Linked DNA regions of Mus musculus: all the other regions are linked to region 5. A link is a contact called in public HiChIP or PLAC-seq, Micro-C and promoter capture Hi-C data. All regions are on one chromosome and are shown on one strand. Each heading gives the region's core, a stretch centred on a gene start, on an enhancer-like site or on the middle of the called end of the contact. The rest is flanking DNA. Distances are from core to core; before and after follow the strand shown. Region 1 overlaps Dis3l2 (DIS3 like 3'-5' exoribonuclease 2). Region 2 holds the start of Eif4e2 (eukaryotic translation initiation factor 4E member 2). Region 3 overlaps Gm32700 (a long non-coding RNA gene). Region 4 holds the start of Akp3 (alkaline phosphatase 3, intestine, not Mn requiring). Region 5 holds the start of Dis3l2 (DIS3 like 3'-5' exoribonuclease 2). Region 6 holds the start of Prss56 (protease, serine 56). Region 7 overlaps Dis3l2 (DIS3 like 3'-5' exoribonuclease 2).

Region 1 (4,076 bases), core at 168-2,667, 340 kb before region 5:
TTTGAATGCTGGTTCTACCACACTCTTGTTGTGGAACCCCTGGTGAATCTCCTGTTCTTCCTTCCCAAAGTAAGACAATGCTAATGTCTGATCACAGGGCTGGTGCAAAGGCAGAGGGAACATGTGTTCTGGGCCAGATACCAAGCAGGAATATCAACTGTCCAAGACACAGTGGTGCTTTCCTTTCTTCACATACACCACACAAATGACTAACACATCTGATAATCCTTCACCTTGTCACAACCTCCACAGTGCTGGGATGCTGTCTGTCCCTGCTCAGACTGTTAAATAAATGCTCTGACACTGCTATGGGAAGTCAGGACTGTTTCCAGACCTGTTCTCTTTGTGCAGTCTCAGAATCCTGTTGACCAGAGTACACAGTCTCTTGTAATCCCAAGGCTGAACTAGGACTGCAGTTTGTAAATGAAGCCGGCAGGTGGCAGTAGGGCCCCACAGCAGGACTGTGAGGATAAGGCTGTTAGGCAGGCAGGAGCAGGGTGGGCTAATGGCTCAGGACAGGGACCCTTCTCCATGCTCCAAGCTATAAGTCAGAGACTTTGATGGGATGATCCAGAGTCCTGGTCCACAGGAACTCTTCTGCTTTGTTCCACATGAGTTCATGGTGGGAGAAGAGAGATGGGGTGAAGGAGGGGCCACTATGGGAAACAGGCATGAGAAGACTCCAGGCAAGCAGCTTCTCCAGTGACCATGACCTGACAATTTATCCTCCATGGACATCTGCACAGCCCTGTAAGCTGCCCAAGACCTTGAGAAAAGAAGAGCATGTCTAACTCTGATCACAATCTGGCATGACTCTGGTTGCATAGGCTGGCCTTGTTCAGGCACCTTGGTGCCTGTGATTCCTATTTCCATTAGTAGCCCTTGTCCATCTGTCCATTCTGCACCCCCTGTCCATCTGCCCTTCGCTTCCTCTCTCCCTCTGAGTTAAGACATCAGCCTAGGAATTCTTCACAACAGTCTGTCAAGAGCAAAGCATTAACTTAAATCCTGTCACCAACCAAGAGGATGCACGGAACAAAGTTCCCACTTCTGGGTGCGGATAAGGCTCGTTAGTGTCCTAGGGTGGTTTGAGGAAATGATCTTAAAATCCTCTCATCCTGCAAGTGGAAGGGGAAGGAGCAAGCATGTGCACATCACAAAGGACCCAGCGATACTCTGGCCCAGGAGCTCCCAGACTCCCAGGAGGCCCAGGATCTAGAAGATCTAGAACTGACAGGCTGAGACATGGCCAAACCAGCAGCAGCCAGAGCTCCACTGAACTTAAGATTCCCTGTGGGGCCAATCACCCATGGAGGGGTGCACAGATCTCTCCTCTCACCTGGGGCTAGCCAAGGCCCCTCTTGCTGGCACCTGTCTACCCTTGTGCAGTTCTCACAGTGATCAGCAGGGGGCCACCAGACTCTTCTGTTCCAGTCCTGGGACGTGGCAAAAGCCACTTAGAACCCAAGAACTTTCTGGGAAGAATAGCTCGAGAGTTTACAAATTGTGGCCCAAAGTCCAGGGGTCCCTGGAGTGCCAGTTGCTGTTTCGTTAGCTAAAGCTGCCTTTTGGGCTGAGGGTTCTGTGCAAACCGGTTGGCTGTGGGGTCTCTGGCAAGCGAGCTTATCAATCTGAGCTTTCCTCTCTTGTGGGGAAAGGGGCAAACTTCACATAAAGTTTGCAGCCAAACTCAAATGATGCCTTGTGCTATCCCAGGGCAAATGAACCAGGCTGGAGCACATTAGGGTATGGAACTGGGAAAGTGGCTGAGGGTTGTCTGGGTTGCCATGGCCTAGACTCTCCTTCTGGTCTGGGCACCTGCCTTCAGTCTTAGGGCACCTCCTCCCCAGGCGACAGCATCGCATAGGCATGAGATCACTCAGCCCTGCTGGGGATGGGGAGCTAGCTGAATCCCAGCAACTGCCTGACAACTGCTCTAAATAGGGGCTCAAGAATGGCTGACAGCCAGGATCACCTTCCAGAACAGCAAGCCAAGCCCTCAGAGATGGGGCCTCAGTCCCAGGTCTGGCATCTGCTGAGCATCTGGAGGCCTGAGCCACTGGGGCCCCACAACTCTGGAGGTCTTGGGTAGGACTCTTCTGTGACAGGAGGCTGTCAGCCAGGACATCACGGTGAAAGCTCTGCAGCCCTCTCTCAAGCAGTCCCTACCTGCTGTCTGGGCCTGCAAGGCCTGGGGAAAGAGGGGGAAGGTTTGCTGTTTCTCATCCCAGGGACCAGCTGAGCCAGGGTTTCATGTCCTGGCAAGCCATAATCAACCTATATATAAGTGCACACCAGAGATGCACATTCCATGTCATAAGAAAGGAAGCTTCCGCCCAGAACGGTACTGATACCACTTAAAGGGAAAGGTTCAGATACAAATTTACACTGCTGTCAATTTATTACTATTATAGGCATTCTTTACCTTAGGAAGTGAGTATGCTCAACACAACTTATGCTGCTGGACACTGCACCTACCATCCGAGGACCCAGACTGGGCCATGTTTATTTACTTGTGTCCAAATGTGGTTATTATTTGCTATTTACCTAATTTTTTGAGATTGTGTCTTTCTCTATGTAGGGTCTTTCAGTCTACATAACCTCAGCATCCTGACAGGTCAGACAGTGGTTAGGTGAGAAGCCTCTGAGGAAGGCAGGCATGCCAACCAAGTGAAAATCAGCGACCAAGTTCCTGGCCATAAATAAGTACCACTCAGACTACAGTGTGTCTACCCTAGCCTAGCTAGACCTCCTCTTGTCTGGGCACCTGTCCTGTTATTGCTTTTTTTCTTTCCTTTCCTCTCCTCTTCTCTCCTCTTCTTCTCTTTCTCTTCTTCTCCTTTTCTCTTCTCTTCTCTTCCCTTCCCTTCCCCTCCCCTCCCCTCCCTTCCCCTCCCCTCCTTCCCTTTCCATTTCTTCCTTTCTTCCTTTCTTCCTTTCTTCCTTTCCTTTCCTTTCCTTTCCTTTCCTTTCCTTTCCTTTCCTTTCCTTTCCTTTCCTTTCCTTTCCTTTCCTTTCCTTTCCTTTCCTTTCCTTTTTTCTTTTCTTTCTTCCTCTTTTTAAAGAGCAACAGGGTATGCAAGAGTTGCTCAAATGGTCCAGTTCTAGGATCTGGAGTAGATTTCCAGAAGCATCTCTTGCTTTCCTTCCTGTCATCACTGTTGTCCAGGTCGTCATCTCCTGCTACTGTGTTGCCTTCACACAAAACAGGGTCATGTCCCTTCCAGCAGGAACCACTGTTTAAGACTAGCAGTTCCTCTACCTGGCTAAACAATATGGTATGTTTTATGTATGTTTGGACTGCATCACTCTTCTTCCCTGCTCCATCCTACTTTGGCTCTACTGAAGTCCTGAGGCCCTTTTGGCTTCTGTCCTTTCATATACTGTTCTCACAGCCCAGAGTACTAGGGCTGCTCCTCGCTCATGTCCTTTCTTTGGCTATCACTCAGTTTGGAAGATAGCATGAGGAACTCTCTCTTAGCATCCTCTTGGTCCCCATCATAGCATCTGGCCTTCATGACTGTGATGGCCTCTCTCGGTCCTAGGTTGTATCTCGTCTCCATCCCTAGTGGTATATGTGCTAGTCCCAGAGTGGATGTTCAACAACCTGCACAGAGTGAAGGACTCCTGGGAGCAATGGCATCAGGCTCCAGTTCAGGAGGTAGGACTGTTGGGTCCCTCTATCACTATTGTCCTTTCTGTTTAGTTCTCAGGTGTTTCTAACTTCCTAATACTCACTGCCAGGCATGCTGATAATTTGGGGTCACCAAGTCTCCTGATCTTTTCTCTACAGGCCCTAACCAATCTACTGAGTACTACTTCCTTATCTCCTGAGTACTACTTCCTTATCTACTGAGTACTACTTCCTTCATACACAGCAGCAGAGTTATTTACACTAGCAATGGCTGGTAGGCCTCAGCTTTCAGAGCTAGCTTTGAATCCCTTTGTTGGATTTCTTACTCATCTTTTCTAGCTGTGGCCTCACTCCACCCTGGGTATCACTTCTCCTATGGCCCTACAATGTTCTTATCTTTCTGGGTGGCAGGAGCTTAATGTGCAAATAGGGAAGTGATCTG
Region 2 (4,335 bases), core at 1,743-4,242, 510 kb before region 5:
CCAAAACCCAGGACCTGAAAACCAAGTTTATCACAGTTGGGGCTGTACTTCTTGAGAGGGCATCTTAGAGTTTCACATGTTAATAACATGAAAGGCAATGAGACCTTACCACTTGTTGAGTCTAATGACCACCCTTTAAAGCTATTAGCAGCTTTGGTCACACTTAGAGGCAGAGCCCACATATTAAAGGAGGTTAGAGGGCCTCTTTAATCTGTGTCCATCAGATCATACTACTGCACTCACTGGAGACTACGCTTTGAGAATGATTCTGGAAAATTCTGGGGAGATGTTATAAAGAGTACAGACTCCAAATAAGGAGCAACATTCTACAAACTGCAGGGTTTTCACAAGAAAATCTGAAATGACAAAACCAAAACCAGGGACAAGGGTACCATTTTAATTGCTAATTTCAAATAAAAGCAAGCTTTTATTTTTGTCCTTTATTGCAAAGTTAGAAGACAGGTGGGGTTGAAGAGATAACTCAACAGTTAAAAGTACTAACCGCTCTTCCAAGTCCTAAGTTCAATGTGAGCAATCACATGGTAGCTCACAACCATGTGTAATGAGATCTAATGGCCTCTTCTGGTATGTCTGAGGACAGTGACAGTGTCTCATATACAAAATAAATAATTGAAAAAAAGAAGAAGAAGGAGGAAGAGGGCATTAAAAGACCCTACTCTTTACAACAGCTCATAGTTATAAACAATTAAACCACCCAGCAAATGTTGATAAAGACACTTGAACAAAGTAGAAGAGTGAGCCTGAGCTGGCCCTTTAGGCTATCTTGCACTAGTTACTTAACCTTGAAAAGCCTCATTTTCCTTAACTATCAGAAAACATGCCAAGATCTCTTTTGCAGAGTTATTAGGAAGAAGCTAGTGGGAAATAGAGAGGAATATAATACATGCAATAGGGACTTGGGGGACAGCTAGAAGAAAAAAAGCGAGCTAGAGAGGGACCACAGCGAGTCCAGTGGGGGCAGGGAAGAAGGAGAACAAAGTAATGGCCTGAGTATGAAGGTGTCCTAATAGAACCTGCTACTTTCTATGCTAACCTAAAAAGTTAGGAAACAAATCCACAGGGATGCCTCTGGGTGGCTGCAGTGGCTAGACTAAGAATGACCACCATAGGCTCATATATTTGAATGCTTAGTCACCAGGGAGCAGAACTGCTAGGAAGGATTAGGAGGTGTGTGGCCTTGTTAGTTAAATAAATAAGTAAAAAAGAAAAAGAAAAAACTTGTCATAAGAGTTGCCCGGCCGGGCAGTGGTGACACACACCTTTAATCCCAGCACTCGGGAGGCAGAGGCAGGCGGATTTCTCTGAGTTCAAGGCCAGCCTGGTCTACAGAGTGAGTTCCAGGACAGCCAGGGCTACACAGAGAAACCCTGTCTCAGACCCCACCCCCACCCCCCAAAAACAACAACAACAAAAAAACAGTTGCCTGGTCATGGCATCTCTTCAACAGCAACAGAACAGTGACGACGACAGTGGCCAACATAACCATCCTTATTCAAGACAGGCAACCTAAAAACTATCTTCTTAGGATGCAGTTTGATTTGTTCCAATAGGAGAAGAAGGGAGGAAGGGCTGCAGGTATGAAGCTAGGTATTGCAGGGCCTATGACAGGAGACCAATGGATCTCTATCCTGCTGGACTCTGCTAATAAGCAAGGTGGAGAAGACATCAGGTCTTTTCTCAAGAAGCAGAGCTCACTCAGCCACCATGAAAACCTAAGGAAGAGCTGGCTGTACAACTGGAATCCCCATCCCAGTACTTCCTGAGTCTGCACCTCTGAACTCACTGTATTGAAAACCTGCAGCTTCACCACCTATCAGTGAGTCCACTTTCCCTTCACAGCTCATGCTCAGCATTTTACACAGTACCTCTAAGTATTGCAGAGCGTGATGTGGTCCTTCCGGTCCTAACCACTACAGAGGTGAGATCGATGGCTCAGACTGGAGGACTTTTGTACTGTCAAACAGCTGGTGGGCTTAAAACTAAAAATGTAGGCCTTTGAATGATAAACCAGATTTGATCACTACAAACCATAGAGAGGAGGGAGCACTGCAATCTACCCAGGGATACAATTCTTGTGAAACACTAACTTAAGTGGGGCTAGATGAAAACGAAAATTACTTTTAAATGCTAAAAGATTTAATCGTTAGGAGGGGAATGTTCTCACCCCCCCATCCCCCACCCCAACACATATTTCTTCTCTGTACTTCCCAACTGTTCGCTGCGGGAATTGGAGATGAATGCAGGGGTGGGCAGCCACTAAGAGTTGAAAGACAGGGACGGGGTGGGGGATGAAGGGAGGGTGGTGGTCGGGGAGGAAGCAGGAAGAATCTCAGATGAAAAGCATTCCGTACTCGAGAGGCCACAGTACTCAGCGCGGCTGCCCCATTACCTCATCGCAGCTGCCCAACTCTACGACACGGGCTCTGTTACCGTCCCCGCTTGCAGAAGACAAAATCGAGGCTCGGAAGGGAGAGGTGACCTTCCCAGGACGCCGAGCGAGTGCGGGAGGGAAGCCGCGTTCAGAGAGAAGGCAGCAAGGCTGCGGAAACACCCGAAGCGCTGAGGTCCCGCCCCTCCACGCCGCCGGCAGCCCGCACCCACCAGGGCGGGGCGTCCGAAAATCTCCTTCCGGGCGGCGCGGCCTCCCCTCCCCCGGCCCGTGCCGCGCCGGGGTCCAGCGGCTCAGGGGTCCCGGCGACCTCGGCCGCGCTCTCCCGGCCCCGTCGGGCCCGCGGGCGCAGGAAGGCTCGGGCTGCGGCGGCCCGGGAGCGAGCGGCTCGGCTGAGGGCGCGCCCGGCCCCGGCGGGAGCGGTCCCGGGGGACGGTTGGGGGAAGGGGCCCCGGGGTCGGCCACGCGCCACTCACGCGTCGAACTTGTTGTTCATCCTCTTGCCGCCGCTGTCGCCACTGCCTCACGGAGTGACTTCCGCTCTACCGGGTCCCATCGCTAAGGGCCCGGCTACTTCCGGTTGGCTGGCGAGGCGCTCAGCGGAACGTCAGTGCTCAGGCCTTGGGCGGGGCCTCTTTCCCGGACGGGTGGCCCGGGACGACAGCGCTTGTTCCGACCGGGGCTGTCTTGGTGTGGCTGCTTGCACTGAGCATTGTCTACGCAGGCTGCCGGCCATCCACTTTAACCTCCCCGTGGATTCCAGGGGGAAAATGTCAGGCATAGTAACCTTTAGTAAATGGTATTCTCTGGCAGTTGATCCTTTGCTCTTGGTGTTTGGAGAGGACGAGAGAGCACTACAAACAAACTTGCAATTCTGGCTCTTGGGAAATGGCAGCAGGAAGATCCAGACCTGCCTAACCAACATAGTGAGTTCGAGGACAGCCTGGGATACATTAAGACCTTCCCTATATATTGGGTGAAGTGGGGGGTGGGGGGAGTCGAACCAGGGTGACAAACTTACTGAGGACCGAGATGGTCTCACTCATCATTGCCTCCTCAACTGAAGTCATTGTCCCCACACTCCTAAGGACTGTCCAAAACCACATCACATACACAGGAATAAATTCCCTAGTTGGTGATGTAACTCCAGAGCTATGAGGCACGCATTTTCCTGACCCATCTGCTGAACATATTACATTGTTAGATGTTTATTTTTAATCACCAGAGAGGAGGGGTAGAAATTGATGTTCGTGCCTGTATTTACAGGTGAGGAAAGTGTCCCAGGACTGGCCCGTGGTTGTCCCCTGGTCACTCAGCAAGGTCACGCTTTTTCTCCTCAGGAAGACCTCAGGGGATCATCCTATTGCCTGGCATGTAAGGGAGGCTGAGGAAGCTCTCCTGTCACACCCAGCCCAGTGGCTTTGGGCCTAGCCTTGCAAGTACTCTGGCTTTTGAGAAGAGAGAGGACGAAAGGAATTTGCAGGGCTAGGAGTCTTTCTTACAGTGTCTGAGATTGGATCAGAGATGGAAATTTGAACCCTATAAAGGAGTGTTCTAGAGAGTTCCTCTTACTCTGGACCCCAGCTTGCTCATGTGAAATGTGGGTCAGGTGAACAGGGCCTTTTTTTTTTTTTTCCGAGACACGGTTTCTCTGTGTAGCCCTGGCTGTCCTGGAACTCACTCTGTAGACCAGGCTGGCCTCGAACTCAGAAATTCACCTGCCTCTGCCTCCCAAGTGCTGGGATTAAAGGCGTGTGCCACCACTGCCTGGCTTTGTTTGTTTTTTATTTTATTTTATTTTATTTTATTTTGAACAGTGCCTCTTGACTATCCATACTGTGAAGAATTTCTAACAATGGGGGGGGGGGAGATAGTAAAACTCAAGAAATCCTTTGTGATCAGTGGGGGTGGGAGGAAGTATTACA
Region 3 (4,140 bases), core at 458-2,957, 270 kb after region 5:
TCTGAGAAACTGTCAGGGTGACACTGTTAAGGGTGGGCATGGGCCCAGGTAGGCCTCAAGTTGTGTAACATGGGAGTAACAGTGCCCTTGTGTGTGTGTGAAGCCAGGATCGTGGTGAAGCTCCAACTAGAGGGAAAAAGATAACCCCAGTCTAACTGTTCCAGCCGCAGATCAGTCTGCCCTAGAAAGGCAGCCCAGAGGCCTCTCAGTGAAAGACAGCTACCTCCTGCTCTCAGAACCTCGTGCGTCTATGTCATACAGCAGCTACTGGCTGTTGAAAAGCAGCCAAGATGCCGGGAGTTTACAGAAACCAGTAGGACGGCTCCTGGAGCAGACTGAATAGCAGACAGTCTGGAAGTCAGAGCTAGGCCTATGAGGCTGAGGGTGTGGAGGGTGTAGGGTGTGGGGGTTGGAGGTTGGAGATGGTTGGTCCCTGAAGACAGATGGTGAGGGACCTGGATGAAAAGGCTGCCAGTGGTAGGGAGAAGCCTCGGAGAAGCTTGGATTACTGTGTAACCTAAACCAGAGACAATAGTCACGGCACGCTGAATATAGAGCCCCTGGCACCGACGGGCTTTGTCCGGCTTTAACGCCCATATTTGGGTCATTGCTTTATTTTTGCATGCCTGTTTTTCTGCTCCTGACATACTCACTTCCTCTCCAGACTCGAACCATATTCTTTCTCCTCTGACTGATGCTATCTGCCTCAGTTTACCGCGTACTTGGTACACCTGTAGTTCACCCGCAGTGGCCCAAACTGGGTTTATTTCGTACATGGTGAATCTTTTCTGGACCATCGTTTTATTTTCCCATGAAGGTTTCCAAGCTCTGTTAGCCCATCTGCTCACCAAGACGCCTCACTCAGGCACTGCCCAGTAGCCGAATACCAGAAACTGACAAGGGGTTCTGATTCTGGCAGCTTGAAAAGGGTAGAAATTGCCTTCTGGGAATGTCAATGCTGGGCACCTACTGAGCACCACCGATACTGGGTCCTGGCCAAGGTGGACGTGTGGACTGGGATGCCACAAACAGAAGCCTCTTTCTTCCAGGCTTTACGCAGGAGAGCGTTTAAAAACAGGACAAAGCCAGGCGGCCCAGGGGCCTCCCGGGCAGCGGGAGAAAAGCAGGGTGCAGGGAGCCAAGGCGGGGCGCTCCACGGGGGCGCAGACCCGCCCCGCCCGGCCTCGCAGCCTGAAAGGGCCTCTGTGTCGCGGCCACCGCCCGCCCGAGTCCCAGAGAGCGCTTCCTCAGCTGCGCCAGACCCCGGAGGCTCCGCCGCCCCTCTAGGGACAGACACAAATAGTTCCCAGCGCAGCTGTCCGGCCAGTTGCCTGGGGAACTAAACTCAATGGACTGACGTCACCCGGCCGTCGCGTAGCAACTGGAACAGACTCTGGAACGCCCCGGCGTTGAGGTCACGGTCGTCAAGGAGACGGCGGGGCGGGGCCTGGGCGGGGCTGCTGGGCCTCTGGTGGCCTGGCTCCAAGTTGGGAGCCTCCGAGTTTTGCGGGGTTGGGGGGCGGGGGTGGGGTGGGGGGAGCGGTGCCCCCTGGCCTGCCGCAGCCAGACAGCCTTGCCCTCGGCTGGCCCGGCCGGAGAAAGCTCTTTGTAGCCCGATGCGCCCAGCACTCAGATATTTTTCTGGCAGACAGAGCCTTTGTTGTCCTCACCCCATCTTACTGCCCAGTTTCTGTTCCAGCCTCGTTTCCTCACCAGGCCCCAGCCCGGGCTCCAGTTCTACTAAGGGGAGGCAGCACAGTGTTTTTCTTCTCCCTCCTCCCTGGTCACCCAGGAAATGCGGGCAATTGGCCACCAGCCTCGGGAGAAGAGACACAGGGCCCTGCTCCCTGCAATTTATCAAAGTCTTGTTTTTTCCTTCACCCCTGAGCCTGACTTAAAGCGTTTGTGCAAGTGACACCCACCTCCACAGCAGCTAAGCCAGGTTAGGCAAGTGGAGGAACAGGACTTTGTACTTATAATGCCGCCCCCCCCCCCCCCCCCCGTGTCTCTTCCACATCATGGCGGAATACAAAACCCTGAAACCAGGTGTGACAGACCCAGAACCTCTTGGCACCAGCCTTCCAGTTACTCTCCCAGGCTGGGGCACTCCTGTTTCTAGTTAGTCTTGTTCAAGTCCGGTTGAATTCATGTGTGGAGAGATATTTTTCCTCACCTATAGCTGCAGTTTGAAAGTATTAATACTAGAAGTTGGTAGACAACCTGTTTCCTCATTGGTTGACATATAAAATTCAGATGTAAAGTAATATTTTTTTTTAGTTCATGGAGTTGGGCAGAGCGATGAAGAAGATCCAAACGTCCTGTCTCCAAAGCACACTATCGAAGGAAAGCTGTGGGAGGGACTCACAAGCTTATGTGGTGTGGCTGGCATGCTCTAGGGTCCATGCGTGGGCTGCGCCTGGCCTTGGACCTACATCTGGTCCCATGTATGGCCCTGGTCCTGCTTGTGAGAAAGCTGATTTTTTTTTTGGGGGGGGGGGGCGTGTGTTTCAAGACAGAGTTTCGGTGTGTAGCCCTGGCTATCCTGGAACTCACTTTGTAGACCAGGCTGTCCTTGAACTCAGAAATCCGTCTGCCTCTGCCTCCCAAGTGCTGGGATTAAAGCTGTGTGCCACCACTGCCGGGCTAGGGAAAGGTGATTTTTGTCTGCTGAGGATCATTTCATGAGGAGGTGTGAAGGGTAAGATGCCACCTGTCTGCAGTGGGGGACATAGACATGAATACATATACACCTTGTAGCTGCTTGCAGGAAAAGCAGAATACGGTGGGAAGGGAGAGATCTAACCCATGAGAAGGGTGGTAACACCAGATGTTCCCATTATCCTTTCCTAGATCAATACAACTCACCAGTCCTGTTTTTGCCCAAAGTACATCATATGACACCAAGGTCACATCTACTGAAGGATCCTGATAAATACACAGCACAGGAAATCCCAAGAAGGAAGAAAGTTGACTTTGTGGGTTTGTTTTGTTTTGTGTGTTCTCTTGAGATAAAAGTTCCCGAGAGCCGAGGTTGGTCTGGAATTTGCTACGTAGAACAAGCTGGTCTTGAATTCTGGTGTCTCCTGCTCAGCTGCCCAAGTCCCAGAGTTCACCACTGCTAAATAGTGATTCAGTTTGTTTTCTGTTCTTCCAAGGGAAATCTGTAGAGACTAGACACCTGTTCTAGGTGCAGTTCTAGACTCTGGGGAGTCCACATCCATGGAGCCTGCTTGCTTCACTGTGATGTGAGGGCTAAGTTTGAGGACAAGCCTATTAGCTCAGGCTCCTTTTCTTAACAAAGCGAGACAAACGTAAGGCTGGAGGTGGTGGTGTCGCACACCCTTGATTCCAACTCACAGAAGGCACAGTCAGGCAGATCTCTGTGAGTTCAAGGCCAGCCTGGTGTACATAGCAGTTTCTGGTCAGCCAGGGCTGTGTAGTGAGACGTCACTCAACAGATAAATGACAGTGAGACTCCCATTGCCTGGTTGAATCCCAGTTACATATCCAAAGTCCCAACTCTAAATACCTTTATTTTTGGAGATTAAGTTTCTGGTAAATTGTAATTTTAGTGTGTTGGATTTTTGATGTTTTGGTTTTGTGTGTGCCTATGTTTCTTAAAATTAAAATTTTAAATTACTAGCCAGGCAGTGGTGGCACACGCCTTTAATCCCAGCACTTGGGAGGCAGAGGCAGGCAGATCTCTGAGTTCAAAGCCAGCCTGGTCTGCAGAGTGAGTTCCAGGACAGCCAGGGCTACACAGAGAAACCCTGTTTGAAAAACCTAAAAAAAAAAAAAAAAAAAAAAAAAAGTAAAATCTTAAAAGAAACAAACAAAAAATGCATTTTATATATTGTTTTTTTAAAAAGATTTATTTATTCATTATATGTAAGTACACTGTAGCTGTCCAGACACTCCAGAAGAGGGCGTCAGATCCCGTTACGGATGGTTGTGAGCCACCATGTGGTTGCTGGGATTTGAACTCCTGACCTTCGGAAGAGCAGTTGGGTGCTCTTACCCACTGAGCCATCTCACCAGCCCTTATATATTATTGTTGTGCATGTGTGTGTGTGTGTGTGTGTGTGTGTGTGTGTGTGTGTGTGTGTATGTGTGTGTGTGTTTCAGTGCTGGCACTTGCTT
Region 4 (3,927 bases), core at 580-3,079, 420 kb before region 5:
TCCATCAGGGGATCTCGTTGAATATCAAATTTTGTGTCTACAGGCTCAAAGAGGCCTGAGGTACAAAACCAAAATATATACTGGTGACCACCAAGCTTGGCAGTGGGGTCACGGTACATATATACACAGAGGATCAGTGGTTGCCATGTGAGGTGTACCAGTGCAGGAAGTGTGGGGCCATTACCCATGAGGTATGTCACTGACGGATCCTGGGCCTTCTGAATGAGTTGTTCACGATTCCAAACATACTGGGATCCCTAGAGGGACATAAGCAACTGGTAAGGTCCAAAGCCCTTCCCTGGTCTCCACTGTATCACTAATATTCTGCAGTCGGTCACCTGGTGCTTTGACAGCCATTCCTGCACCAGATTCCTGCCATCCAATCTGGTTCCAGTCTCATTAGCATCATTTGGATACTCGGGGTCTGGGGTTCCAGCAGGAAACATGTATTTTCGGCCCCCACCAAGGATCACCTGTGGTCAGAGAGGATGAAGGAAGGTGAACTTTAGGTTGTCTTCTGCCTCCTTTTCCTGCCAGTCCCTAGCTCCTCACCAGGTATGTGGGAACTGAACTACCCGGCCCTCAAAGACCCCAGAAGATCCAGGGAGTTCAGTCTACAAGGTTGCCTGGGACCACCCCTTCCCCCCTTTCCCCCCTTCCTCCCCCTCCCTCCCCCTCCTTCTCCTCCTCTCCCTCCCCTTTCCCCTCTCCCTTACACTTTATTCCTTACATTAATGTCCATGTTGGAGATGAGTTGTGTAGCAATGTCCTTGCAACCTTCCCGCAGCGCAGAGGCAGGCATGTCAGCATCCCCATACCAATTGCGGTTCACTGTGTGAACATATGTGCCCGAGGGAGAGGCGTGCTGCACTCTGGTGGTGGTCACCACACCTACGGATTTTCCTGAAGACGGCAAAGGTCAGGGTGAGACATCCAGTCCCCTAGGCTTGCCCCCCATAGCTGAGCCTGGCTCCAACTCACCTGCTTTCTTGGCACGGTACATCACTGAGAAGACCTCATTGCCAAATGTGGTGTTGCACTGGTCGAATCTCGCGGCTGCGCTCACGCCGATGGTCTTGTAGTTGGTCTTGACCCCACACAGGTAGGCGGTGGCCGTGCTTGCACTGTCTGGAACCTGTCTGTCCACACTGTATGTCTGGGGACAGAGACACCCCCAACTGGGCTCAAAGCAGACATTTATTTCTTCACCCGAGCCTCTCTGCCTCCCTTGCCCTGGATCCCCATCAGTCATTTCAGATGTGGCTAAGAACTCACCTTGGACAGAGCCATATATGGGAAGCGGTCCATGGCTAGGGGTGTCTCAGGTCCTAGATGACCTTCCAACTGTCCCTTTAGGATCCTGGTGGCTGTCACTGTTGGTACCCCCATCCCTGAAGGAGCAGAACCTCGTCAGGACTGAACCCTGAGGCCTGTCCGTACCCACCAGTGGCCCTGGGTACTTGGAGTACAAGGGCCCCAGGGTGGCCAGGCCTCGCTCACACACTCACCGTCACCCAGGAAGATGATGAGGTTCTTAGCTGATGTCTGAATGGGCTGCAGCTTCTTGGCAGCATCCAGGGCCTCGGCTGCCTTCTTGTTCCAGAAGGCCGGGTTCTCCTCCTCCACTGGCCAAGGGAATAGCAGAGGAAGGGTCAGCATGAAGGGCCATGGGTGGGAATGGGGTGTTCATTGGAAGGAGCCTCATTACCTGGAATGACACTAAGGGACAGCTGTAGCCTGAGGCCCAGCAGCAGCAGCACCCAGGTGCCCTGCATGGCTGGGGCTGGTGGCGGGACAGCAGCAGACAAAGACACGAGACACCAGGGATCAACTAAAGCACAGAGTGCCTGGACTTAAATAGGGGGAGACTTTGTTCCTAACTGCACAACACCACGCCCCTCCCATGGATCAAAGTGGCCATCCTGGCCCCACCCCATCCCTGTGAACTGAACTGAACTCCTGCTTGTTAGAGAAAAATGGCAGGGTGTGTCTAACCCAGCCTGGGCTGGGGGTCCTGACGAGTAAGCTCTGTGTGAGCACTCGGTGTCCTCCCCGGGTAGGGAGGGGGGTTATGCAGTTTGCAGCACCCACTTCTTGCTCACAATGTCCTGTACATCACTCTTGCTCCTGAGAGCTGTGGGGGCCAATAGGCTCATTCTGGGCGCTGGAGGTAGGCCTGGAAGAACACAGCTTAGATGAGGGGCCTTTGTTTGGCTTGCTGATACCTGGAGCCAAAAGACAAAGGAAACAAGGCACACTGAATGTCCTGCTGTCTACTTGGCCCCCCATTAAGCTTGACCTGGGCAAGTACTTGGGATGCTTTCTCTTCGCTGTCTGTTTAAGATGGGGTTGCAGGCAGAGCTCTATCTTCTATGTTGAGACAAACATCGCACAGCAGCCTCCAACAAGAGCAACCATGTGCTGTGGCTTGAATATGGATGGAGCCTGTCCCTGAAGTGCACAAGTTGCAGGCTTGGTCCCTAGTGTGATGATGATGTTGGGAGGTGATGGAAGGGAGAGGTGACTAGGTCCTTTGAGGCTGTTTTCTTAGAAGGGGTTATGGTGTTTTTCATGAGATCCTACTTAGTCCCTACTAGAGGGGGTTATGATGACTGATCAAGACGGGCCTCTCCTTCATTTTTGGCTCCCTTAGGAGCGTTCTCTCTGTCTCCTCATGATGCTATTCACCATGTGATGTAGTGAAGAGGATCCTTAGGAGATTCAAGCACATATAAGAGCCAGGGCATTGGACTTCCAAACCCACTTAAAGAAACCTTCGTTTTAAATATAGCCCTCACCATCCTTTGCCATTGAAAATGAAATTATACCCTGAGTGTCCTAGGGTGGATAAATGGATCAACAAACAAGAAATGGGTGGTGGCGCACGCCTTAATCCCAGTACTTGGGAGGCAGAGACAGGCGGATTTCTGAGTTCGAGGCCAGCCTGGTCTACAAAGTGAGTTCCAGGACAGCCGGGGCTATACAGAGAAACCCTATCTCAAAAAACAAAAACAAATAAACAAGAAATGGTTCATATAAGTAACTGAATATCATTAGCCTGAAAACAGAAGGGAATCTGCCAAGTGTAATTATGAACTCAGGAGTTGGAGGCAGGAGGATTGGGCCAAGATAGCCATGGCCACACTGTGAGTTAAAAGCCAATACGACAAGCACTTCTCATCCCAACACTCAGGAGAAAGAGGCAGGAGGATCTCTATGGGTTTGAGACCACCCTTGTCTATGTATTAAGTTCCAGGTCAGATAGGGCCACATAGCGAGATCTTGCCTCAAAAATAAATAAATAAATAAATAAATAAGATTTTAAAAGCCATCATGAGATAAGAGAGTGGAGGGAGGATCAGTAGCAGAATGCTTGCCTAGCATACATAAGGACCCTGGGTTCAAGATCCAGAACTATGAGCAAAAACATCAGGACCACCACCACCAAAACAGCCTCAAACCAAACTCAGACAAACCAAAGTCAAAGCCAAGGGGATCCTGACCCACACTGCAGTGGGGATGAGCCATGAGGAGCTTGTGCTAAGTGCAACCAGCCCATCACAAAGGCACAAGCCCCGCCTCCTCGTCCTTCCCCCTTGTGCCACCAAGAGACATAACATTTTCTACATACATAAGAAAGAGGAGGTGCAGAAGGGATGGCTCAGAGGTTAAGGGCATCCGCTGCTCCTGCACAAGATCCAGGTTCTGTCCTCAGCTCCCACATCATGTCGCTCACAGCTGCCTGTAACTGTAGCTCCCAGGGATCTGATGGCTTCTTGGACACATGTACTCACAAGTGCACTCACACATACATACATACATGTAGTTAAAAATATAATAAGGGGCTGGGGAGATGACTAGGTGGTTAAAAGCACTGGCTGCTCTTCCAGGGGACCCCGATTCAATTTCTAGCACAATGGTAGCTTA
Region 5 (4,132 bases), core at 1,556-4,055:
TTCATTTGGGAGGGCTCGGGGGCTGCTTTGTTTTGCTTGGTTTTCTTTTGTTCTAAGCTAGTCTCTCACTGGGACCTGGGGTTCACAGATCACAACAGAACACAAGGATCTTTCTGTCTCCTGAGCACAGCTATTACAAGCACATGACACCAGGTGTGGGTTTTACATGGCTGCTTGGGATATGGATCTCAGGTCCTCGTGTGCTGCAAACACTTCACCAACTAAGCTAATCCCCAGCCTGACAGTAGGCTTTATATTATGTGGTTTACTACAACTTTAAAAAAAAAAAGAGTTTAAAAAAAAAGTCACAAAAACTGGTTTCCAAGCAGTAGTACTGATTAAAATTACTTCTAATCAACTAGCCATAATGATCTCTTTTATATTTTTGGTTAGGAGTCTAGCCCTTAAAAGTTGAGCCATCTCTTCAGCCCCAATTCTTTTTTTTCCCAAATAAAAGAAAAATGAGTACATCTTGCAAGTGGGATATGGAGACTTCTCAAATTATAATAAAGCATGAGAGGCAATGAGATGGCTCAGGAAAAAATGCATTTGTCACAAAGTCTGACCACCTGAGTTCAATCCCCAGAGACCCACCTGGTAGCAGGAGAGACCCCCACAAGCCTACACACACACACACACACACACACACACGCACACGCACACGCACACGCACACACACACACAAATAGATGTAAATTTAGTGGTTTTTTTATTAAAATTTACAAAATATAGGGAGCAAGTTGAAGAACAAGGAATGGGAAAACAATACAAAGGCTAACCAGTGGTAGAAACACAAAGCATGCTATTCAGACACAAACACACTATGTCATCCCAACCCAACACACAGCCTAAGTCCCTAAGTAGAACCTTCCATAGAGGCTTCTCTTTATTCAAAGCACAAAGAAAAATTCAGCTTGCCTACAGGGTCCAGCAGAATCTGGACCCACGCCACTGCTCCAGCCCTCTGTCCTACCAGATTGTTCCATGTGGCCCCAGCTCCCTCTCTAAAGCTGTACCTTCTGTCCCTGGTCCTCTCCAGCCACTCTGCCAGCACAGGGTCTCTGCCCTGCTATCTTCAGTGAGACTGGAGCACTTCCTTTCCCACGCATCCCGAATCTCTCCATTCATATGCTGCATTTGTGACTTCCCTTAACATATCACAACTGCAGCTATATTGTCTGCTAAAGACAGAAGTCACATCTGAATTCATTCTTAACTCCACAGCCAAGCACAGCACCTGCTGAAGGACTGCTAAGGTCTTCCTACAGCTTAAGTCAAGCAGAGCATCAAAGACGGATAAGCTACACACACACACACACACACACACACACACACACACACACACACAGGGTTGGGGGGTCATACCATAGATAAAACATAGTAATTGGTTGCTGAGTAACCATTGTTTTTGCTGTCTCCTGACACAGCGCCTGCTACACATTAAACACTCAAAAATAAAGAATATCAGTCAAAGAGCAAAATTTCCACAAGACTCTTAAGTCTCACGTATTAAACAGTAACTCTGCTTAAACTGTTGTGTTTTACATAAAAATAAGACTGACTGCAGAAGCAAAAGATCTAGACGGGGTAAGAACATGGTGTGTTCTTAAAGAAATGGATCAGGATCAGAGTGACTTTAATTTTTTAAATAAGAACTAAACCACGTGAAAACGTTTCCCAAGCCCTAAAGAATATTATTTACAAAATTATTTCATTCGCTCAGTTCCCTCCAATACATAGTGTATCTATCCTTTAGAGGCAAATCAACTATGTTCCTAAAAGTCCCACCCCCTAACCTACTACACAGCACTGAATACCTACCACATAGATTGTATTTAATCATATGTCATCTTCTTGTTTTCCCAATGGTGGAATGTGTACAACCTCGTATGTCTTCTAAAACTTATTTCAAGTGCATTAACACTACAGGTGCTTAGTACTGAAACTAAATGATACCATTTTCAATGATGAATCTCAAAAGGCTCCTGAATTTTATTCCTAAATAATTCTGCAAATTGTTCACAGCTATGTTTTCACGCCATCATTCTATTAAGAACAGCAATGTCTAAGGTCTTTTTGGTGTCACTTGTCCAAACTCAAAAGAGGTTTTCGGTGCCACTGTTATCTTTTGAAGTGTAAATCAGAGATATATTTACACCTGGCCCTATTTAACGGAGTAAATTTTACTTGCAATCTTTCCCAAGATTAGTCAGGTCCCAGGACGTCCCTTCTGTATAAAACTGGACACCACAACAGCTAAAATACAATATACTGTCCACAGCTCATTCCTAACTGCAAAGCTAACTCCCGGGGAAATAAATGCTCGGTTCAAAGCGTATAGACACCTGATAAAGTCTATATCACTTTGGAAAGCTCGGGTGATCAGCAAGCGCTGCCGCTCATCACTCCGGAGGCACCACAAGCCTATCAGCCTCCATCAGGACCCACGAGAGAACACGTCCCCAGGTGCCCCAAGCCTCGGAAAGTCGCGGCTTCCCAGACACCGACTCCAGTCCCCTCTCCCTCCTCTCGCACTGAACTGAAATATAAAAAGTTAGGGCCCACGGGGCGTGAGGAGCCTGAGGCCGGGTCGGGGCCGGCGGAAGGCGACCAGAGGCGCCGCGGTCGGGCGCCCCGTGAGGCTAGGACGCACGGTCCCGGCCGCGAAACGCGGCGCGGAGGGAAGGCCAGGCCGGACGGCCGGGGCGTGCGCAGGGGGAGGGGGCAGGAGCCTCACCGTCGCTCCCGGGAGGCCGGCGGCGCCGCAGACCCGCAGTTGCTAGGGAGAATGCGCTTCCGGGTCACGAGCGAGCGTTCCGAGAGCGACGGTGGCCGGGTTGAGCCAAGAGCGAAGCGCGGGGCTAGTGGGCGGTGGAGGCGGTGGTCGCTGCAGGACCACGGGATTGAATGAGGGGCGGTACGAGGCTCATCCCGCGTGGGCGGCTCCCGCCTTAGCGACAGCAGCCTTTCTGACTGGGGTCCCTCTCGCGCTATCTGGATCCTAAACCCACCACCCAGCCGTTGTCACGTTGCAGGTTCCACCTGACTTTTGGATGCTCTCAGCACCAACGCCACCACCTTCCTAGTTACCAAGTCTTTATTCATCCAAGCATTGGCCCATCACTCCTTCACTGGACACCTGTACAGGACTAGGTGCATTGTTGGCACGCGCAGGCTGGTAACCAGAGAGGTGACAGTGTCCAGCTAGCTCAGATGAGCGAAGGAAGCTATAAAGCCTGTGCGAGAAAGGCTAGCCTAGGCAAAAGAAGAGAAGAGCAAAGAAACCTCAACCAAGTGGAGGGGGAGAGAAAGTGGGTCAAGCCATGGAATACCTGCAATGTGGTGTTAAGGCTGCAGGAAGGCAGCATGGCCTGATAGGCAAATGGATCAAAAATTGAAAACATGAGGACTCTGAACCACAGAGAAGGAAACCCAAAGAGCGTCCTGGGAAGTATGAAAAGGAAACAAACAAACAAAAAAAGTTAGTGAGGAGCTGGTCACAGCTGCCAACTGTTGTGGAGATCATGTGTTCAGTGATGCCAGTAGAATAATCAAAATTCAATACTACAATGTCAAAGTAGGGAGTGGAGTGCACTTCATTGGACTGTGAGTCTTTTCATGATTGGTTTAACCAGCTGTCTACGTGTGAAGGAGGCAGCTTCGTTTTTCTCCATGTAGCGTCAAGAAAAGAAGATATGGGAAACTTCTGGATTTCTTCCTGCTTTAAGAAGCCCCACCTTGGTATAACTTCCATGCTTGCTTAAGGAATGAGCCTGCGGATTCTTATTTTATTTTATTTTTTCTCGCTCCTCCTCAGATCCTTTCAGAACCCTTAGACAAACTTGCGTGTAAGCAAACCTTGCCTGTTCTAACTGCAGAGAATAAATGGCAGAGGTTTGGGGATTCTGTGACTAGTAAGCAGGATAGTGGAAACAGGGATGGGGAAATCCAGTAGAGACAAAGAACAAAGGATTGGAAAAACAAACAAACAAACAAATGGGGTATGGGTGGGGGGCAGAAATGGGAGGTGAGCTAAGAAAACCAAAAATAAACTCAAGAATAGAATGGCAAGGACAAAGGAAGGAGAGTCAAGATCATTAGTGTCTAAGACCACATTTTGACTGAACATCTG
Region 6 (3,989 bases), core at 1,026-3,525, 480 kb before region 5:
GGCGCGCAGGCCCCTCTGGGCTCACAGGCGTCCACAACTGTACCAAGGCCAGGTCATTGTGAAAAGTCTGCGGGTCAAACTAGAGAGCAGGTGGCGGTTCAAGGTCAAGGAAGAGGGTTTGGGATGCTATTCCCAGCTCTGAGGACTCAGGGCGTGTCTTCTCACCTTAGGGTGGGGCAAGATGCGGTTCACCTGCACTTCTTCCGCTTGCTCCCCCTGAGGCCCCTCGGCGAGCATCACAGTCCACAGAAGCTCATTCGAGGCACTGCAGCGCAAGTAGTGGGTGACACCAATCAGGGACAGAGGGTGGCGTGAGGCCCCCTCAGAGGCCCAGACCCTCATGCACCCACACCATCCAGTGAGCCTGTAAGTGTGGCTGTTGTGACCCAAGGGAAAGAGAGGGAGACCGGGAAGGTGCAGATTCCCTGCAGTGGGAAAATTCAGTGTGATGTTCTCCTACCCTGGGATCCCTCACCCCCACCCCCACCCCCACCCGCAACCGGCATTTTAAGGCCCGAGGTTGGGAGCTAGCTTCCGCTAGGGGGCAGCAGAGACCTGCTCTGCTCTGCTTTGGCCCATGGGTGCTTAGACTCCCATCGGATTGGGTGGCCCTGCTGAGCAGGTGCCTGGAATCTCGACGACGTACCCGGCGAAGCAATGTGCAGCCGTGAGCACCCAGGATGCTGCTACCAGGACACCCCCGCACAGAGGCAACCCTCCAAGTTGCAGCCTCACTAGCCAAGGCCAGGCCCCCGAGGGAGCCGTGCTGCCACCGACTATGCGGCCGTGAGCCCGGGTCGTGTTGGCAACGCCTTGATGTCTTTCTCCACATTGTACTAGAATGGCAGAAACGGCGTCATGAAGCAAAAGTTTTAGTTATCTTCACGTTGAGGCCCACCTCGCTTTCAGCCCTTGGAGTCTTTTAGTTTCACCTGGCTCCGGTGGGTCCTGGAGGAGGGGGGCTTGAGGTCTAGGGCGTCCAGGTCCTACTGAGAAACAATCCTTTGAGCCTCGCTGCGCCCTCTTGCGGATCTTTCGCTTTATTGGGGGGGGGGGCTGGGCCTCATCTTTCAACCACTCTCCACTTGGCCCGCCTTCTAGCACATGGAACTATTTGAGCAGCCATGAACTGTGACCACCTGAGCCCACACTCTCCCCTCCTCCCTGCTGTGTCTCAAGTTTGGCATACCCCTTCCACTTGGACCTTCAAAAAGAATCTGACCCCAAGGACGATGGAACCTAAAAATAAGGGCTGGACATGGACAAAAGGAGGAGTCCCCTGTACCAATGTGAGTCTGCTGGGTGGGGTAGCACTTCTGGTACAACCTTGGCATTCATGTAGTCTGTGCTGGATCTCCATCAACACGCGCTTTATGGCCCACTGGGCACTCCTCTGGGCAGCCTGCAATGCCTGAGTCCCCTGGGCAGATAAAACTGGGAGGGGGAGGGACATGGGACACAAAGTCACATTCCCTTGGCAGAGAGCCCCACTCAGTCTAAGTCTTCCTGAACCTTGTCTGGGGAGTCCCAGAGAAGCGTGGTGAACTCTTAGACTACCAGGGATGTAGAGATGGGGAGAGAGGTCAGGCCCCAAGGGCCAGCCCTCAGGGCAGATGGTGCTACAATTGGGAAGGAATCTCTGAAAAGCTCCTTTCTTAAAGATTTCAGAGGAAAACCACTGCCCACCGACATCCAGGTAATATGGTTAAGGTATCCATCTTTGGGCCCAAGGCATGCTGCCCCGGGTCTTCTAACACCGTTATCTCTGGAACCCCTTGGCAGTGTTGCTGTCTCTGCTTCCTGGGTGAGGCTGTCTACCCTCCCTTCCTATATCCCAGTTCCAGGCTCCTCCTTCCAGCAGAAGGTGGGCAGAAGGACCACAGGCCCTCCTAAGTGTGAGAGATAAGCTCATTTCCCTTGTCCTCCCTTGACCTCACTTTCCCTATGCCCCTCCCACCTCCCGTGGTTCCCTCGGACCAGCCCGGCTCACCTTGCAGGGCGCCGGGGGACAGGCGCGTGTACAGTGGATGCCCATGGGCAGTTTGGGAGTCTGGGGACAGTAGCAGCAGCAGCAGCAACAACATAGCCAGCGGCATGGTGACCTGGGGCCAAGGCGGGAGACCCTGTCCTCTTTATTCCTGGACTCTACCCTCTCCTGTGATTCTTCCTGCCCACAGACTTTGTGTCCCTCAAACCATCTGATCCCGTTGTCTTACACTAAACTACTCACTTCTAATGGTCCGCACCTCACCTGGCCCTCACCTCCTGGGAGCCCTCAGGGAAACGATGCCCTGGAGCTATATAGAGGACAGAGGGGTGTGTGTGCGTGGGAGGGCAGCCAGGACTGGGGGAGGGAATGAGGTAGTGGGCTGGACCCTCACCTTTGAAGTCTCATCGTCCCACTCTGCGTCTCCCCACTTCTGTGAAAGCGGCCCTTGTTCCTGCGGTTGCTTCAAAGGGGCTGAGATGGGGCTGGAGAACTGACCGTTGGGCTGGGGGCCAGGCAGAGGGAGACTGGTGGGCAGGGGCTGGGAGGGGGGATCCCCATCTGTTTCTGCCACCCTGGGGAGTCCACTGCTCTGCTGGGACAGGCACTTTTGGAGGGAGGAGAGCTAGGGATAGGGGTGGGTGTCCTGGGCAGTCTCACCCCCTAAGCAAGCCATTGAACTTCCAGCCCCTCTGCCCCTAATTGCTTGGCAGTGTCCCTCCTCCGTGTGGCCCTTTCTAAAGATGATCAAAGCATTCTAATTTGCGCCATAATTGCTGCACTGGGGTAGCGGGGTGGGAAGAGGCAAAAGCAAGCGGGAGATGAAAGGCCCCACTGTGGCCCAGTTTGGGGAGCGCAGGATCCAGCAGGACCCCTGTCCCTGCCCACTCAGTGTGTCCAGCTTTGTTTTCAGTTGCTGTGACCCTGATCTGGCAGGAGGGACTCTTGAGAGAAGGTCATAAACAGGCAACTGTCCTGATATCCAGTCACCACCTGGGGTAGGGCCGAGCCTTTGGGTACAAACAAAACAAAACTACCCTTGGCACCTTGATTTGTGCTGGCAGCAGGGACATGTTGGTTAAGGGTTTAAGTACAGGAATTGGGACACACTGTGGCTAGGGGATGTGTTCTCTTCAAAGGGACTGCTTATCACAGCACGTAGCCTGTCTCCCACCACCAGGAAGGTAGAGAGAACGGTAGGTATAGATTGTTGTGTCAATTCAATGACACTAGGGATTGGAGTTATCTCTGCATATCATAGGTAAATCCTATGTGCTCTCCAAGTTTCTAGCAGAGAGGTATGGCTCCTGTATGCCTGCTGAAGCCTGGCCAGGCCGGAGTGGCCAGCATAGAACTGTCTGTCCTCACTCTGCCTTCTTGGCATGTGTCAGGCTTTGAGTCCAGTCTGATGGCAGGAAGGGAGTAGACCCTTCTCTCACCCACACAGCAAAGGGCAGGGCATGGAAAAGCACACTGTTTCAGATCTGGCTCCTACAAGTTGAGAAGACCCCCACCCCACCCCACCCCATCCTTGTCTCGACTCCTGGGATCCTACAAGTTGTTGGGAGCATGTGGAATCTCTTCCTTTGGCTGGCATCAGAGCAATCTTTCTTTTCCCCCAGGATCAGATTCCTGGGCAATTTTAATTCCCAGGGGTAAGGTGGTCTTTTTGTTTTAAGAGTCTCAATGGAGCCTAATGGAGGGCCGTAGGTCTCCTTCACCCCTCCCAAAGGCAGAGACAAGCCCTTGGGCTCTGTACTTCCACTTTGAAAGGAGGAAGAGAGACGGGGTGTGGCAGGGAACCTTGGGGGTTTCTTCAATATATCTAGAAAGCCTTAGTGGGTTCTCAGGAGGTATCTGTGAGTTCAGGTGAGGAAGAAGGGTTGGGGGTGTGGGAGGGATGGGAGGAGTGAAAGGGGACACAATGCCCCCTCCCCCAGAATCCAATGATGTAGCCTCTTTATAGGTATGCTCTGGATGAGCTCTGTGTGTGTGTGTGTGC
Region 7 (3,797 bases), core at 934-3,433, 310 kb before region 5:
GAAATAAAGGGCGTCCTTTTGGGTCTCAGATTCTACCATGTTGTGAGCAAAACTAGGGAAAGAATGAATGTCCAAGGCTAAGCAGGAGGCTAGGAGGCCTATAGTTGTTTTCTATGATGAGTAAAAGGCACGTGGCCTTACTTTGGATCCCAGCCCAGTGAAGTCAGTGGATTCAAATGCGTTCATAAGAATAAGCAACAGAAGGTGACAGAATGAAACAGGAAAGGGTGGTCAGTGTGCAGGCCAGGTGTCTCTTGGGTCAATGAGCAAGCCAGTCTTTCACAGCTCAGATGTACAGATGGCCTGCCCAAATGGCCTGCCCTGGAGAATATCATGCCTAGGCAGGTGCTTCTTAAACTCACTGAGTAAGGAAGATGGAAGCTCAGAACTTCTGGTGCTTTTAAAAACTACCAGTCTGGGGCTGGAGAGATGGCTCAGTGGTTAAGAGCACTTCCAAAGGACCTGAGTTCAAATCCCAGCAACCACATGGTGGCTCACAACCATCTGTAATGACATAAGATGCCCTCTTCTGGTGTGTCTGGTGTGCTTACATATAATAAATAAATAAATCTTTAAAAACAAAAACAAAAAACTACCAGTCTGAGCTTAGGCAAAAGTTGAGAAACTCTATGCAAGGTATAGTGAGAAGGCTGAGTTGGTGAGGATGCTTGCTTCTAGTCTGATGACCTGAGTTCAATTCTGGGAATCCTCATGGTGAAAGGAAAAAAACTGACTCCCCCCACAAGCTCCATAACTTTTTGTTGGTACATTTGTGCATATATGTGTGTGTGTGTGTGTGTGTGTGTGTATACATACACACTAACAAAGATAAATAAATATTAAAAATGTCAAGGAATTCCCTGTCTTGTCCACAACAGATGCAAACTGACCTCTCATAGGCACTAGTGCCTCTGCGTGGGCCTGGAAGGGGCTAGCAAGTGAGAGGGATGGTCTGAGCAGGCGATCTTGAAGCCCAACCCAGGCTTCCCTCCCAGGGATGTAAAGACAGAGCCAGTGGTGAAAGGAGCATAGTTTTCTGGCTAGGACTGCTCTAGTTCCGCCCACTTTCTTCTCCTGGAGGCTGGGCTTGTTTCAGTTTGCTAGCAGTTAGGACTCAGGTTCAAGCTCAGGTCAAGGAGCAGTCTGGCAAGCCTCTCAGCTTCCCATGGTTAAAGCTCCCTCAGTTCCTGGGTCTTGCAGGGTATCTGACTGCTCCTTATGTGGAAGGCAGCCAATCCTACACAGGGCCAACATTTTGGGGAATGCCACTTAACAGCATACTTGAAAAAAAAAAAAACTGAAAAGGTCCTCCCACCTGAAGCTTAGGTTTGAAAATTGAAAAATCTTATTAGGAGGGAATCTTCACATTCTTTGAAGTGATCTTTAGTTTTCCTTCGTTAGTCTTCATTGTTTGGTTTGGATTTCCTAAGCATTATTTCTTTTTTTCCATCTCCTCTTTGCTTTCTTTTATAAGACAAAGATGCTGTGGGCTTTGCTTTAACTTGGTTAACAACGATTCTATGGCAATGTATTAAATTTCTTTCTCCTAAGTCCACTGAAGTCTTTTTGGACTTGAAGAGCTTTTTAAGAAAGAACTTGCTCATTCAGCAGGATTTTCCTCCCTGCTCCAAGCTCTGGTTCTGACCTGGAAAAAATAAGAGTAAGAAAGAGCAAGAGAATCCTGCAGTCCTGACGCTCAACTTCACAAACCACAAAAAAGGACCTTGCTCCAGTAACGTAATCATGAAGAGTTCTGGCACCTTGGTCTTTCAAGAAAAATACATCCATCTGCTGGCACAGGGACCCTCTAACTAAATCCTGTTCAGCATGGAGTTCCCGATTCGTTAGTGTTGGAAGTCTACAGCGAGGCTGGCCGCTCCCACTGGATGACGCCTCCCTGCAGTGCGAGTCTGGAAACCCCACAGCTGTGTCTTCACTTAAGGCCGCTTCTCCTGACTCCACTGTGTCCTGTTCCAGAAGCTTGTTCTATTCTTGTTAAAGCTAAAACTGACAAGACAAGGATTCTTCGATGTTGAGGTTTGACTTGCTCCGAAGAAGCCACGTCTGTCTTAGAGCTAAGGTCTGTCCCCAGGGAAGGCTGCTCACTTGGGAGGAACCAGCCAGCAAAACAGTAGTAGTGGTCCTGCCCTCCTGGCTAGTTGCCTCTTCTTCATTCACCACAGTAAGAGCAGTGCAGCAGGGCTCTATTTACACTGTGCCATGTGGCCTTCTGTTTCCATCATGGGGAGACCCATGCAGAGGAGCTCATTTTCTTTCTTAGCTTCTTCTTTAGCAGATTGGCAGTCCCTGGAGTCCCAGAGGCTTCTAGTCAGCTTCCACAAAGTCCCTGGGCTTTGTTTGCCTCTCCCATTCTCCATTAAGGTGAAAACAGTAAATACAAGGTCTGATGAGCAAGCCTGCATATGCCACATGTAGCCAGATGAGGAGGCTGTAGCCTCCTGACCACTCTACTTAAAACAGGCAATTACAGACAACTATTTCCTCTTGCATCTGGGGACTCGTATCAGCCGTTGTTTGGGCACTGATGCTGCCAGAGCTACTCGCACAGACAATGCTGACTGTGAAGGTGGCACGTGGCTCCTCCGAACCCATGGGAAAGATACTGTTCAGGTGTCTTGGCCTCTTCTTCATCTGCCTAGCTACTCTTGACCTTGTGCACTTGCTGTGAACAATAGAGACCCTATCAGACCCCTCCCACTTCAAAGTGGTTGCTATAAAAAAATTAAGTGTGTTGTCTGTTTGTTTAGTCATTTGCTTATAGACAGGGTCTCAGGTAGCCCAGGATAGCCTTAAACTGTCTATAGAGCTGAGGTTGTTCCATCTTGTGCTTCTGATCCTTCTACTTCCACCTCTTGAGTGCTGTGATTACAGATATGAGCCACACTCAGTCTATGTGTCCGAGAAGAGTGAGTCCAGAACTTGGTGCACATTTGCACTTAGTGCACCAATCGAGCTGCCACCACAAGGATGCTCCAACTTTACCCAGGACACACTGAGGCTCCAAAAGAGCTAGTGCTCCCCAGACTCATGGCCTTCCTTAAGTTGTTTTAGTTACCCTCCATTCTCACCAAGTTTACCTTAAGACAGAGCCTATAAACATCTTTTTTCATTGCTACAAGTGTATGCAGTGCCCCTAAAGGCAACCTCACATGAGAAACTGTTCTTAGTACTAGGAACACATCTTTCAACTTTCAGTCAAGTTTGTTATTTTAAAAAAAAATGTGCCTTCTTACCTTCCCCCTCAACTCTCTGAGGTAGGATTGCTTCTGCTGTTGCGATACTGCAGTAGAGAGTCTGGTGCCTACTCTGCACACAGATACTGGGAGCTCACCTTCTGTCTGCCTCCCTTCCCAGTCTCTCACTTCTCCTAATGTATTCACCTTACTTATTTCCTTTGCTGCAAGTCCTCCATTTTCTTTTGGAAACAGAGGAGGGTACACATAAGATAAGTAAAGTTCTTTATAATACAAGGTCAACATATATGGAGTTATGAGAGTTCAAACAGAACCTTCCTAAACAACAGCCATGACGGCAGACACTCAGTTCGTGGAAGAAGGAAGTGGGACACTCTCACACAGTCTTCGGAGCCAGTGATCAGGCTGGCTCTCTTCTTGAAAAAACAGGAGAGAACAGAATGATCTTCCAGGGAATTGGCCTCAGTTTCCAGGGACTTGAGGAGTCAGGAGTTATGTAAACCAAATTGAGAGCCAGCAGATTTGGCTTGCCTGTTCTCTCCCTGAGTCTGGATGGAGGTGGGCTCTGGGACCTTAGATGCC

The links. Promoter capture Hi-C pulls out the DNA fragments that hold promoters and counts their contacts. A called contact is a pair of places that touch in the nucleus more often than the background predicts. HiChIP or PLAC-seq counts read pairs in DNA pulled down with a chosen protein or histone mark.
Region 1: a promoter capture Hi-C map of neural stem cells shows a contact between it and region 5. The contact joins the enhancer-like site here to the promoter of Dis3l2 in region 5. A contact is called at or near these places in 11 of 39 promoter capture datasets (the 3T3-L1 cell line, 3T3-L1-derived adipocytes, the HPC-7 cell line and 6 more), 8 of 15 datasets of contacts at CTCF or cohesin (CD8 T cells, the G1E-ER4 cell line, the NIH/3T3 cell line and 2 more), 50 of 484 Hi-C or Micro-C datasets (2-cell-like embryonic stem cells, CD4 T cells, the G1E-ER4 cell line and 16 more), 51 of 115 datasets of contacts at active chromatin or transcription factors (the 230-238 cell line, CD8 T cells, DN3 thymocytes and 36 more) and 6 of 9 other capture datasets (adipose tissue, embryonic stem cells, embryonic tail and 3 more).
Region 2: a contact with region 5 is called in an H3K27ac HiChIP or PLAC-seq map of cardiomyocytes, with 4 times the contacts expected there. The contact joins the promoter of Eif4e2 here to the promoter of Dis3l2 in region 5. A contact is called at or near these places in 10 of 39 promoter capture datasets (the 3T3-L1 cell line, the C10 cell line, cranial neural crest and 6 more), 4 of 484 Hi-C or Micro-C datasets (embryonic stem cells, liver and natural killer cells), 7 of 115 datasets of contacts at active chromatin or transcription factors (bone marrow-derived macrophages, cardiomyocytes, embryonic stem cells and 4 more) and 3 of 9 other capture datasets (adipose tissue, liver and macrophages).
Region 3: a contact with region 5 is called in a Micro-C map of the G1E-ER4 cell line. The contact joins the enhancer-like site here to the promoter of Dis3l2 in region 5. A contact is called at or near these places in 6 of 484 Hi-C or Micro-C datasets (the G1E-ER4 cell line, embryonic stem cells and epidermal suprabasal cells) and 3 of 115 datasets of contacts at active chromatin or transcription factors (the SCID.adh cell line, memory CD8 T cells and pro-B cells).
Region 4: a contact with region 5 is called in an H3K27ac HiChIP or PLAC-seq map of embryonic stem cells, with 3 times the contacts expected there. The contact joins the promoter of Akp3 here to the promoter of Dis3l2 in region 5. A contact is called at or near these places in 5 of 39 promoter capture datasets (the C10 cell line, cranial neural crest, embryonic stem cells and 1 more), 1 of 484 Hi-C or Micro-C datasets (bone marrow-derived macrophages) and 7 of 115 datasets of contacts at active chromatin or transcription factors (bone marrow-derived macrophages, embryonic stem cells, large pre-B cells and 1 more).
Region 6: a contact with region 5 is called in an H3K27ac HiChIP or PLAC-seq map of the NIH/3T3 cell line, with 8 times the contacts expected there. The contact joins the promoter of Prss56 here to the promoter of Dis3l2 in region 5. A contact is called at or near these places in 3 of 39 promoter capture datasets (the SN4741 cell line, embryonic stem cells and neural stem cells), 3 of 15 datasets of contacts at CTCF or cohesin (the NIH/3T3 cell line and stem cell-derived epiblast-like cells), 9 of 484 Hi-C or Micro-C datasets (cerebral cortex, cortical neurons and embryonic stem cells), 29 of 115 datasets of contacts at active chromatin or transcription factors (the 230-238 cell line, the NIH/3T3 cell line, T-cell acute lymphoblastic leukemia and 17 more) and 3 of 9 other capture datasets (adipose tissue, embryonic stem cells and liver).
Region 7: an H3K4me3 HiChIP or PLAC-seq map of forebrain shows a contact between it and region 5, with 6 times the contacts expected there. The contact joins the enhancer-like site here to the promoter of Dis3l2 in region 5. A contact is called at or near these places in 1 of 39 promoter capture datasets (neural stem cells), 1 of 15 datasets of contacts at CTCF or cohesin (the NIH/3T3 cell line), 23 of 115 datasets of contacts at active chromatin or transcription factors (the 230-238 cell line, the NIH/3T3 cell line, the SCID.adh cell line and 14 more) and 2 of 9 other capture datasets (liver and macrophages).

What each region holds. Positions count from the first base shown.
Region 1 is chr1:87,038,627-87,042,702 of GRCm38.p6, reverse strand. All of the region lies in intron 14 of Dis3l2 (DIS3 like 3'-5' exoribonuclease 2), which reads right to left. Among named protein-coding and RNA genes, the nearest start is that of Gm28375, 27 kb to the left of the region's middle. Within about 2 kb of position 1,417, at least 14 of the 459 cell types and tissues checked have an H3K27ac peak or open chromatin away from gene starts, as enhancers often do. A contact at or near this core is called in hepatocytes, muscle stem cells, neural progenitor cells and 1 more, where this site is marked.
Region 2 is chr1:87,212,571-87,216,905 of GRCm38.p6, reverse strand. Eif4e2 (eukaryotic translation initiation factor 4E member 2) reads right to left here and starts at 2,992. Exons shown (of 7, transcript NM_001039170.1): 1 at 2,887-2,992. The coding sequence starts at 2,906.
Region 3 is chr1:86,431,783-86,435,922 of GRCm38.p6, reverse strand. The region is part of intron 1 of Gm32700 (a long non-coding RNA gene); the gene reads left to right. Among named protein-coding and RNA genes, the nearest start is that of Tex44, 7.5 kb to the right of the region's middle. Within about 2 kb of position 1,707, at least 443 of the 459 cell types and tissues checked have an H3K27ac peak or open chromatin away from gene starts, as enhancers often do. A contact at or near this core is called in the G1E-ER4 cell line, the SCID.adh cell line, epidermal suprabasal cells and 2 more, where this site is marked.
Region 4 is chr1:87,122,856-87,126,782 of GRCm38.p6, reverse strand. Akp3 (alkaline phosphatase 3, intestine, not Mn requiring) reads right to left here and starts at 1,829. Exons shown (of 11, transcript NM_007432.3): 1 at 1,709-1,829; 2 at 1,509-1,625; 3 at 1,276-1,391; 4 at 982-1,156; 5 at 731-903; 6 at 339-473; 7 at 185-257; 8 at 1-55. The coding sequence starts at 1,775.
Region 5 is chr1:86,702,477-86,706,608 of GRCm38.p6, reverse strand. It overlaps Dis3l2 (DIS3 like 3'-5' exoribonuclease 2), which reads right to left and starts at 2,805. Exons shown (of 21, transcript NM_153530.2): 1 at 2,738-2,805.
Region 6 is chr1:87,181,600-87,185,588 of GRCm38.p6, reverse strand. Prss56 (protease, serine 56) reads right to left here and starts at 2,275. Exons shown (of 13, transcript NM_027084.2): 1 at 1,991-2,275; 2 at 1,327-1,434; 3 at 933-986; 4 at 647-836; 5 at 166-265; 6 at 1-79. The coding sequence starts at 2,096.
Region 7 is chr1:87,009,222-87,013,018 of GRCm38.p6, reverse strand. All of the region lies in intron 13 of Dis3l2 (DIS3 like 3'-5' exoribonuclease 2), which reads right to left. Among named protein-coding and RNA genes, the nearest start is that of Gm28375, 56 kb to the left of the region's middle. Within about 2 kb of position 2,183, at least 33 of the 459 cell types and tissues checked have an H3K27ac peak or open chromatin away from gene starts, as enhancers often do. A contact at or near this core is called in forebrain, where this site is marked.